Regions from separate parts of the Macaca mulatta genome. Here region 1 is linked to region 2. A link is a contact called in public Hi-C data. All regions are on one chromosome and are shown on one strand. Each heading gives the region's core, a stretch centred on a gene start, on an enhancer-like site or on the middle of the called end of the contact. The rest is flanking DNA. Distances are from core to core; before and after follow the strand shown.

Region 1 (6,256 bases), core at 3,238-5,737, 330 kb before region 2:
ACATCCTGTTTGCCCCAAATTTTGGCAGTCACTAATTAAAACTGTGTGTGTGTGTGTGTGTGTGTGTGTGTGTGTGTGAGATGGGGATTTGTGTACAAATTATTTAATCACCCAGGAAATAATGCCTGATAGGTAGTTTATTGGCCTCACCCTCCCACCCACTCTCCACTCTCAAAGAGGCACTAATGTCTGTTATTCCCTTCTCTGTGTCCCATGTGTGCTCAATGTTTAGCTCTCACTTATGAGAACATGCAGTATTTTTTTTTGTTCCTGCATTAATTCATTTAGGATAATGGCTTCCATCTGTGTTGCTGCAAAGTACACGATTTCCTTCTTTTTTATGGCTGCATAGTATTCCATAGTGTAGCTGTGCTATACTTTCTTTGTACAGTCCACTGTTGATGACTTTTTGCCCATTTTTTAAATTGGGTAGTTTTCTTTTTCTTGAGTTTTAACAGTTCTTTGTATATTTTGATAACAGTCCCTTATCAGACACATATTTTGCAAACATTTTCTTTCAGTCTATGACATGTTTTCTCATCTTGAAGCATCATTGTTTTACTAAAAAAAATAAATTAACTACAGCAATAAACACACACACACACACACACACATATACACACACACACCCCTATATACATTTTAAGGCCTAAAGTTAGTCAAGCTCTTGTAGTTTTGTTGTATTGTGAAAATAATTGTATCAGTAGATAATTGCCAGTATTTAAATGAGAAATGGCATAGAACTGTGACATGATTTATTAGGAAAAAAATGTGGTTGATGAATATCAGATGAACATGAACTTTAGGTAACATTCTGTAACATTCTGAAATATTTTTGAAATCTTGTAATTTGACAAATATTTTAAATGTTTGGTAACATGAAAATTATTTTTAAAGTCTCCCTTGTGGTTAAAGTCTTCCAAAGGCTAGTGAAATATCAATCTCTGTGTCTCTGAACTGATTAATTAGAAAATATTCAAAATTGTTTTAAAATTCTCATTACTTTTATTGCCTACTGCTCTATTTCTTTCCCCCCACAAGCTAGCTATTGCGAGCAAAGATGAGCAATTAGCAGATTTCTTAATTTGCTTATTTATCATGTAGGTAATAATAATAATTCATTTTAGGGACATTTACTGCTTTTATAAAAGTAAACACATAAATGAGTACTCCACAATTTCAAAATTATTTTATTTTCTATTAGGATAATCTAGTATTGCAAAAAACAATAACCATAACCATGGTAGATTTTGTGTTATGCTTACCAATGCTAAAAGCAGAAACAGAACTGGAATTCACTAATTATGTAATTTTTCTCTAGTTCCAACTATTACCTTTACTGCAGTTTCACAGTTGTGGTAGTCACTGTGATGTGACGTGGCTTAATGAATTTTTGCTGAACTGTTGGGAGTACAGGCAGCACATAGCATTTATCTGTGAGCTTCTTCAGGGATGGCCATAGCTGCCTTGTCCAAATCATGTCCTTTCTGAGGTCAGCTTATATCCATCCAATCATTGAGGTTATAAAGGCCCATCAATTTGTGCTCTCCATTGGACAACTGTAACTAGCCTTTTAAACTCCAGAGTATTCTATGAGGTTGGCTGAGGCTATTGGGCTTGCACCACAGCTCGACTTCTCTCTCAGCTCTATCTTGCTTTCTTAGCTTCATCTTCACATACTGATTACAGGTGTGCAACCTAATAAACACTGCACATGAATATGAAATTCAATCTCAGAGTCTACTAGTCAGAGAATTCCAGTGGTGAAAATAGTTTCATCTCCAGCAGGAACTCTGCATTGTTTCAAACTCAACATGTCCCAAGCTACGTTTACCATCTTAGTGTCAAAATTTCTCTCTCATTTTTATTAACATATATCTGAAAATAACACCACATATCTCTTGGTTATTTATTATGTATAATTTTTTAAACTCTTCCATCCTCATTTTACAACTTCCAGTGAGATATCAAATTTGGTCATTTCTTCCAAATTCAACATTCCTTTCTATTTCTATTGCCAGAACTACTGTCTGGGTCCTTGCCGCTTGGTACCTGAGATACTGTCAATACCTGGACACCATAACTCATATTTTATATTTTGGTCTTTCCTACATATTAGTTATAGTTTTCCTGAGCCACCAGTTTCAATTCTGTGTTGATGAATCTCTGGTGGTTTGATATTTCATAAACTCTGGAAATGTTACTTCATGATTTTCTGTGTATTTGTCTTTACTCTCCAACTTGTAAACTCCTGGGACTAAGACTTGTACTTGCTACATGATGACAACAGGAGTTGTCAATAATGGAAATCCAGTGTGTTAGACTCCAAACGTCTAAATTTGAATAAGTACATAATTAAATATTATGTAATAAACATTACCCTCAGAGTATTTTTTAAAAGTTGTAAAAGCTAACCTGATACTTATTATTTCCTATCATTTATATTATGCATTTTTAATTTTGATTCTCAAATATTTCAATAGAGAATGAAAGATGGAAATTTAAGTGATTAAAAATAAATGTAAACCTACTTAACAAAAGTCAGGGTTTCCTTTCCTGAATGCATGATAACTTGGTAACATTTTACAGTGTAATTTACAAAATAACAAGTTAGTGTCAAGATTTCATTTTAAGTAAACATTTATATTCAGAAATGTTTAGTATCTTTGTTGGTTTCTTCAAATCAGGATGCATATAACTTGTCATCAGTTACTAATTAAATATGTTGCCAGAGTTAAGAAAAGCTATTAGCAAGAGGGACCTTGGAACTTTATGCTGGATTATCTCAATAGAAAACTTTTTATTTATTTATTTTTAAACAGGGTGTGGCTCTGTTGCCAAAGCTGGAGTGCAGTGGCTGATTTTGGCTTCACTGCAACCTGCCTCTCTCAGACTCAAACCATCCTCCCATCTCAGCCTCCCAAGTAGCTGGAACAACAGGCGTGTGCCACCCGCCTGGCCAATTTTTGTATTTTTTGTGGAGATGGGTTTTACCATGTTGCCCAGGCTGCTGGTCTCAAACTCCTGGGCTCAAGTGATCCTCCCACCTTGGCCTCCCAAAGTGCTAGGATTACAAGCATGAGCCACCATGCCCAGCCTGGATACTTTTAAGTATCCATAGATCATTAGAAATTAGCCCACAACCCTGCCTCCATAGGAATTTGTCTTATTCAAATATCTAATCCTCAAAAGTTAATAGAAAAATTAAGCTTTTTTTTCCAACATAAAGAAACAATAAAATTATACAACCGTGTGATATATGCACAAAAGAGATTTTCTCTCCTTTTTATGGGAGCATTTGCCTTATAGTTGTGCCTATTCATGTTGACACATTACAAAGGTACCACTGTTGACAAAAACATTTTAGTATCTATAATCTTAGTAGAGAGTCTCTAAGTAGCTGGTCACAACATCTCCTAGGGATCCTTTCTGGAACCTGGGCAGACCAGTTTCTCAAATTTTAATGATCACACGATAATTGGAGATGCTGAAAGAACCTGGTTGCCCAGTAGGAAAGTGGTCTAGATGATGATAGTCCCAAAGAAGATGGACTAGAAAAAAATAAAATGACACTTGGGGCAGAGTACTGGTGTTCTACAATAGGGGCAGAGTACTGGTGTTCTACAATATCCATTCTCCCAGCCGGGCGTGGTGGTTCACGCCTGTAATCCCAGCACTTTGGGAGGCCAAGGCAGGCGGATCACCATAGGTCAAGAGCTAGAGACCAGCCTGACCAACGTGGAGAAACCCCGTCTCTACTAAAAATACAAAAATTAGCCAGGCGTGGTGACGCGTGCCTATAATCCCAGTTACTCGGGAGGGTGAGGCAGGAGAATCGCTTGAACCCAGGTGGCGGAGGTTGTAGTGAGCCGAGATTGCGCCATTGCATTCCAGCCCAGGCAACAGTGTGAGACTGTCTCAAAAACAAAAAACAAAAACAACAACAAAAAAAGGAAAGGATAAATCATCTCTATGGGTTGGGAAATGGTCTCATGGAGAAGATGGCATTTGAGTAAGCTACTTAGGGTTTTTTTGCTCTATAAGTCGGTGTCAACGTCACGTTTTCACGTGGTGGCCTGATCATTTTGTCTTATAGTGATGTCTTTGTGTGCATGTGCGCTCATCTCCTATATTGGACGGGGTCTAGAGCAGTTCCTGGCACAGAGTAATCACTCAATATTACATCACTGTAATAAAAAATCATGATAGCAAATCTTGACGGGATAAATGAAGGCATGAATAAATGTATAAATTAACAAGTGGCAGTGAGCGCTTCAGGGGTGGTGGGTCTTGTCTTACTCGTCTTTGAGCTGCGGCCTCGCTGAGGGCACAGTGCGCGCAACTGGCTGGTGGCCCAGATTCACTGGCAGGCACCAGGATCGCAGCCCAAGCGCCGGGGCGGGAGGGATGACTCCGGACGGTAGGGGGCACCGGCGCGCGGCCGGGTCGGGCCCCCCGGTAGCTCCGCGCGCACAGCCGGACCGTCATTGACGCCATGAGCGCGCTGCTGCGGCTGCTGCGCACGGGTGCCCCCGCCGCTGCGTGCCTGCGGTTGGGGACCAGTGCTGGGACCGGGCCGCGCCGTGCTATGGCCCTGTACCACACCGAGGAGCGCGGCCAGCCCTGCTCGCAGAATTATCGCCTCTTCTTCAGTAAGTAGCTCGTGGAGGTTCGCTGAGCGGCGCACCGAAGAAACCTGGGTGGGGGATGGAATAGGGGACACTTGCGGCGCCCCGCGCGGTCTCCCCTGTCTCTCTTTTTGGGGCCCTCGGCGGTACCTGCGCGGTCCAGGCAACCTTCCTTCTCGCCGGAGCGCGCACCGAGTCACGAGAACTGACAGCGAGGAGACGGCGGATCAAGACCGCAAAGCGAGCGCAGAGGCTCAGGGCTGCCGGCCGGGGGTACACAGCGCCCTGTGCCCTGCCAGCCGCCCTCCCCGAGGGGTGGGCAGAGTGCTAGCGGCCACCCCGCGGCGGCCCGCAGCCATTAGCCGGCCAGGCCGCGGTTCTGGGTTCACACAATTTAGTGAGGAAGGGAGGGCAGAGCCCGCCCACACGCCGGCCTTTCTAGTGGCGTAAGAAAGCGCCTACTGCCGGAGCTCCCTGACGTCGGAGAGGCGGGCGGAACTTTGCAGATGCCTAATCCAGCGTGTCTTCTTTTTTGGAGGGACTCTGATGAAGGTTCTTTCCCAGAAGCTTGACTCGGTACGCACAGGTTTACACCCTGAATATGATCCACCATCCAAAGCCTCGTTGGCCCCGGGGCAGCCCCTTTTCCTCCCCAAGTTGAACAGCCCAGAGGGCTAAGCGACTTGGGCGGGGGGGTCCCTGGGTTGTCCAGCTCAGAGAAAGGACCCAGGTCTTCCGTGTACCCCATTGTTTCACTGTGTACGTTAAATGTAACTGAAAATAGTGATCTTGGTCGCTTGCCTTCACGCCCCACTGACTGCAGAGCCTTGGAGTGGTAGTATCAAAGTGGGCCTTGCATTATTGCTCCCCTTTTCGGAGCACTGGCCCTGGAGGCTTTCACTTCTAAGCAGGCCCTCCGAGTTCTTCAGGTCTTAACTCTGTGACCCCGAACGAGTTTAAGTTGCTAAGCCTTGTTTTTTCCATCTGTAAAATAGGGCTGCAAGAATTACATGACATTGTATATGTAAAGTGATTAGTCTCAGGGTCTAAAATATAAATTACTATTAGTAACTATAATCATTATAGATATTTGTAATTTATGAAGGATTTGCAGTTATCCTACATGAGTTTAGGGTCGAGGATTATTTTGTGGGAGAGAAGACAAGTTTGCCTAAAGTGTGATTACAATGCAACTAGTACTAGAATTTGTTTTCTTCAAAATTGGTTGCAGTTTTCACCCTGTGCCACATATTTTCTTCTGTCTTTGGTTAAGACTAATCAGGTGAACAGGAAGTCTCAAATTTCTGAATGGATTGTGTTCCAAAAGGTTATCATATAATGAATAATGGGAATAGTCATAGAAACAATGTTTAAAGTGGCAGTTCGCTTTTTAAGCAGATTAAAAAAAAAAAAAAAAAAGTCTGTCTGCTGCAAGTCTTCTAGATTTGCAATAAGTACAGTAATTAATAGATACCCAAATAATCAATAAATATGAAATGTGCTAGACACTGTTAGGCATAGTACAGAGATTCACAATTTTACTATAATTAATTATGGAAAAAGTAAATACACTGGTTGAGCAAAAACAGGCTTGAGAAGCCTGGCGCGCACAGAGTAGTTGACCCAGT
Region 2 (5,741 bases), core at 2,955-5,454:
TAAAGTGCTAGGATTACAGGCATGAGACAACACGCCCATCCAAAATTTGTTATTTGGAATGGAGAACCAAATATCTATTCTATTGAGAAAAAGATTATATATCTATTTTAAGTCAGCAAGTTTCTGCAATATACAATATAGGACAAAAATAATGCTGGAAATAAGCAGATATACATAATTCTTTTTGGATTGCAGTCACAGTGATTAACATGCTCTCACTTTCCCCTTTCCCTCCTGGAATCCTTCTCTCCTACTATACACCAAACCAACAGATGTACTGCATAACCTCCTTCAATAATGTCGCAGTATTCACTCAGTTTTGGCAGTGAGTCGAAATAGAAATTGGAGATCTAGACCAAGTAAATACTGTATATTTGGCAAAATCATCTGTGGTTGTGTTCTTCAGCACAGTTTCCCAGATAACCACCAGCTCTACTTGGCAACTGGTCTTTCCCACAGTTAAGGCTCCAATTGTAAAGTTGGCTTGGGAGATACTCTATTGCTGCTGGGTTTGGTACCATTACTATCCTTAAGAACTACTGTGCAATGGTAGAATAATCATTGACAAAGTGTTATTCTGATGAACAAATACTGACAGCTGGTCCAAAGTTTTAGCCTGTTCCCAAGGTAGGAAACAATTATATTAAAACAGTCTATATGGTTATTTATAAAACAAAGATGACTCTTTCCAGCAATTTGAAATTCCCAGATACAACTATGAAATTCTATTAATAACAAAAAAAATTGCATTAGAAGCAATTAAAGCACAAAATGTAGATCTAATATTTTCTAAATATTAGATATTATAAAATACTGACATACAATGTCAAGCGTCCATAACTTTTGAAGGTATTTTATTTCAAGGTAATTTCATAAGAATTCATAAGAATTGACCTACTCAGACTTTGGGCAGGATGGAAAATAAGAGTTTCTGTGAGGTGTGCCTATGAATCATAAGAAGGGCTTCTTAATGAGGTCAGCAAATAAGGAAATACATTTCAATAGTGACATTTGACTTTTAACATTATTTGGGGGTGGAGTCTTAGAAGAATTGATAGGGAACTTTTAACTTCAACAAGTGAAACTAAAACATTAACTCTGGTTCTTGTTACCTAATACAAGACCAGTGCCCAGTAAGGACTTTGGAATTCTTTCATAACAACTCCTTGGCAGGTGCACTTCACTTGTTCTGGAAGTGATGTTCACTTGCCAATGTCTAGTAGGACCATGTGCCACTGCCTCGAAATCATATCAATTCCTCTGGCTTCTGGCATAAACTGGCACATCAGACCTAATTAAAGCTTTAAGAAGAGTTTGGCAAATATGACAATTTAAACAAAGCAAGGGACTTCTCTCACTGCAAGTTAATTTCTCATTAATGATTAGTTCAATAAGAAAATAAGCAAAACAATGTCATAGTTAAGAAAAGCTATCTATCTTGTTATTGTCCATTTTCATGCTCCTAAAATTCAATAACCCAAGACAGTCCTATGGAATTTTTGGAGCACTTAGGTAGTACGATCACATATAAGAAAGAACTGAGGATTATGACTTTTATTGTAAACTATCCCATACTTATTAAAATAATTTCTCTTTTCCAACAAAGGATGTTACTTTTATTCACAGGGGTGACTAACACACACATCTCTTCCTTATAATCACTGAAATACTTTATACAGTATTAATTAGCAGCTATTTTCAGCATAAAAGTAGGATGCACAAAATAACAAGAATCTAAATTTGATGACAGGAAAAAACAGGCCTTCATATTCAAAATTATTAACCAATGTAGTTATTCTTATTTATTGAGTGGAAAATGTTGCATCTATTATTAGTTGAATAGCCTGAAGACAGTATATACCACATTTGAAAAGTTGTCTCCAAAAAGTAAATACTAGTTTGTTAGCAAAAGGAATTGTTTTCAATTCGGAATTGCTGGAATAATTAACCATAGTTTTCTCGATAGTTTACCATGAACAGCATTAATAGTAAAATCCTAAGTTTTTTTTTTTTTTTTTTTTTTTTGACAAATAAGAACTAACCAATGAACCGTTTCTATTCCACAGAGATAAGTAATGCTTCTCCCTTGTAATCATGTGAAGGAACCCCGCGTATCAATGATTAAAGCAAACTTAACTACATGAAATTAACAAAGATCATAACAGAAAATTACAAAGTGAACTATCAAGGACAAATAGTTTTGCAAATTCGACTTATGGAGAAATGTCTGTTATTGTGTTTTTCCTTCTATCCTTTTTTAAATCCTATAAATTGTCTTCTAAACTTCAGTTTGATTATCCAACCCTTCAGTAACAGTTCTCTGCTTAACATTTAAAAAATCAATATTTATTGTGTTTAAATTTATATTCTATTCCAAACATTATTAAGCACATATACAAACATGTAAAAGAACATAACTCCCCTTAGTATTTCAACTTTCCATTAAAATGCAAATGTAATGATTTCATTAGCCAGGCAACAATACCACCAGTCTTACACCAAACCAAACCAATGTCTTTTCTCTGTGAATCCCAACTTCCTTTAAGATACAATCTTATTTCTATGTTGGATCATTTGTTGATGAATATCTTTGAATGTAGGTTTCCCATTATAATCCCTGATTGAAGGCGAAAAAGCACAATGTGTGATTTGAGATATTAAATTCATGAATGTATTCCACTCCCTAAACAGGTAAAATATATAAATATTTCACTAAATTTTACCGCTGGAAAATAAGCCTTTTCTCAATTCCCAAACATTAGATGAAGAAGGGAGAACTCACTCAATGTAATTAAAAGTATATCATGAGGGGAATAACCAGCAAGTAACACTTATATTTCATTTGCGGCCTTTCCAGGAGTCTATCTAGGCCACACTTTATTATGTCATAGGTAGAAAACTCTCCATAGAAACCCTGTTAGCTTAATAAAACTAGACAAGCAGTCCCAGTGAAAAGATTCAGCAAGATGCGAGGAGTCTGTGCGTGCCTGTGTGTGTGTGTGTGTGTATGAGAGAGAAGAAAAGAGAGGGGACACAGAGAGAAAGGCAGAGAGATGAAAGACCAAAGAGAGAGGCCAAAAGAAAAATTTGGATGGGACTGTTACAAATCTGCTCTTCACTTCTTTGCTGGGACTGGGTTTCATTTCTTTCGGCGCCCCTGACCTTGCAGTCTTGCAACTCTCAACGCTGCGCTCCCCACCCCCTCCCGCCCCCTCCCCGGGCCTGCGCCTGCCTTTGTGTCTGCCTGTCACTTACCAAGGAACCAAACGAAGCTGATTCGGGAGAAGCACAAAGCCGGGACACAGATTTGTCCATAAATTCTCTTACATACATACCCCAGGCTGGAAGGCTCAGCCCAGCGCAGACTTATGTACCTTGAGAAAAGTGAGTTCTGGTCTTGTTTGGGGAACCGGAGAAACTATTCTTTCCTCTTTCACTCAGCGCCGCTAACAAAACGCGCGGACTTAAGAAAAAAAAAAAAACACACACACACACACACACAAAACCCCACTCAGTGTACTCTAATTCCACTCCCTGTGACATTCACTTCGTACAGCCCCCTAAAGGGGGATAAGGAGGTAGGAGGAGGCAGACACCAACCCAGACCCAGACCCTACAGCTGATAAAAGGGTAGAAAAACACCGTATCAGTGTTCTCTCTGAGGTTGTTCAGGATAAACGGGAGAGTCGTTTCACTCACACGAGAGAAACGGGGGCAGAGGATTAAAGGGAAAAGTAGTGCCCCCCAAAGCTGAACTATTTTAGAAAGGAAAGCAAATTTAAAAATCACTTTTCTGCGGATTAAAAGGCCGGGAAACCGGCTCGTCGGAGGCACAAAGGTAAGTTTTCTGGGTGAGGAAGGGACGAGCATTAGGAGGAGAGAAGAGCACACAGAACTACAGGTTTAAAAGGGGTATAGGGAATTAAAACTATATTTGTCAGCCATGTTGAAGAGGCTCCAGTAATTTGTGAAGCTTCCCTCTTCCCTCTTGGTATTTGTGGGTGACACTACAGGGTTTGCTCCCCAGTCCCTGGAAGCCCGAGAAAAAGCGAAGGGGAGAGGAAAGGGAGAGTTTCGCGGCATAAGAGAAGCGCTCTGACCTCGTTCTCGTCCCTCAGCCTTGCAGCAATCCAGCAGTTGCAGTCGGGTCTCCTTTCTAACAAATCCTAAAGGGCAGCCATCTTGCTTCCTTCTGCTTCTCTACGAAAGCAGCCTAGCCTCCGCATCAATATTCATAAGGCAGTTTGACGTCTGTTCTCATCACTCAGCGGGGCCGGCGTCTCGGGGCGGCCGCGCCGAGGGGGCGGACGTGACTCGCATGCGAGCGGGGCCTGGGCGCGCGGCGCTCGCGAGGAGGCGGCGGCGGCCGCCCGAGCTCTCGCCGCTGCCACTGCCGCTACCGCCGGCTCTCCTCCTCCGCCCGGGCCTCCTCCTGCTCCGCCCCGGCCTCCTCCCGCTCCGCCCCGGCCTGCGCTGCCGCCCTGGGGCCCTCAGCCCTGGCTCCCGGGGAATTAGCCCCCCGCACCGGGCGTCCAGCACAAAGACCGGCGGCACCTGGGGCCGTACAGCCGGGCGCGCAGTGGAGACCTGGGCTGCCCTCACGCCGTGCAGTGGCGCGGAGGGAGTGGTGCGCCCGGATGAGCGCGGGGAGGGGGCCAGGGCTGGCGAGCGCGGGGAAGGGTGCAGCCCTCGGGGACCCCGGGGACCTCGGCGGGTCTCCACCCCCGGGAGAAAACGCAGTGCAGGCGCGAAGGTCGGGGCGAGGTGGGAGGATGGGATGGCATGGGTGCCTGGACAAGGACGTGACATCCAAGATTTCCCTTTGAAACTTTTTGTTAGTCTGCACTCCACCACCACTTCGAGGTCCCGCGCACAAGCCCCTGCGCGCACCCACCTCCTCGAGAGTGTATCCGCACGTGCCCTCGCACTGGCCCCCGCCTCCATCCACTGGCACCTCTCTCCGCACCACACACCCGCTTGCGCCCACCTTACCCTCAGAGGCCCGCGTCTCTATCTCCCTTTAGATCCCCTTGCCGGCGCTATCTTCTCCCTTTTCTGTCGCTTTAATCTCCTTCAGCAGAAGCGCTCCTCCGGTTCACCGAGGGCATGCCCTTAGTGCTTTAGGGGCCTGTATTTTTAAAGACCCGACAAATCGGGAAATTGACCGAGTTCTGTTTCTCCCCGCCCCGGCCCACCTTCTGTTTACTTTAGCCACGTGGGCTGAGTAGAAGGGGGCGTCTCACAGATTCAAGATGGGTTTCTCACGAGTGACCCTCTCCTTCTCTCGCTAGGAGGAAATAAACCTGCACTTTCAAATGCTTAAGTTACCTCTCTTAAGAGCCTCTACTTTGAAGTAGTTTCCACCCGTACAATTAAGTAACGAAGAAACCGACCGATACAGAGCTAATTCCGAATGACGGATGCTTGATTTTCCCTGACATTCGGAGCTCTATAACTATGCTCCTCCTTTGACCGGAGTTTTTCTCTATTGTCGAGTAGTGTTACTTCCCATTCTAATGCTCTTTTTTCTAATCATCAACTTTTTGGTTGAAGATGAGATGAAGAACAAAGCCCCTATGAATCATCGTAAGAATCATATTATGTCAGATAGTAGTTTTTGAAATATTCCCTTCATCGTTAACATGTTGTCACATGACTGACGTTCAACTTGTAAGTAAGTATTTTGGTCACATCTTTTATGGGATCACTGCATAGTGATCACAGTACCCTTAAGTCAATAC

Evidence for each region. A called contact is a pair of places that touch in the nucleus more often than the background predicts.
Region 1: a contact with region 2 is called in a Hi-C map of liver, with 4 times the contacts expected there. The contact joins the promoter of PPA2 here to the promoter of TET2 in region 2. A contact is called at or near these places in 5 of 14 Hi-C or Micro-C datasets (CD4 T cells, blood, fetal cortex germinal zone and 2 more).

Annotation. Positions count from the first base shown.
Region 1 is chr5:114,896,642-114,902,897 of T2T-MMU8v2.0, reverse strand. It overlaps PPA2 (inorganic pyrophosphatase 2), which reads left to right and starts at 4,487. Exons shown (of 12, transcript XM_015138926.3): 1 at 4,487-4,652. The coding sequence starts at 4,496.
Region 2 is chr5:114,571,022-114,576,762 of T2T-MMU8v2.0, reverse strand. It overlaps TET2 (tet methylcytosine dioxygenase 2), which reads right to left and starts at 4,204. Exons shown (of 12, transcript XM_028848654.2): 1 at 4,101-4,204.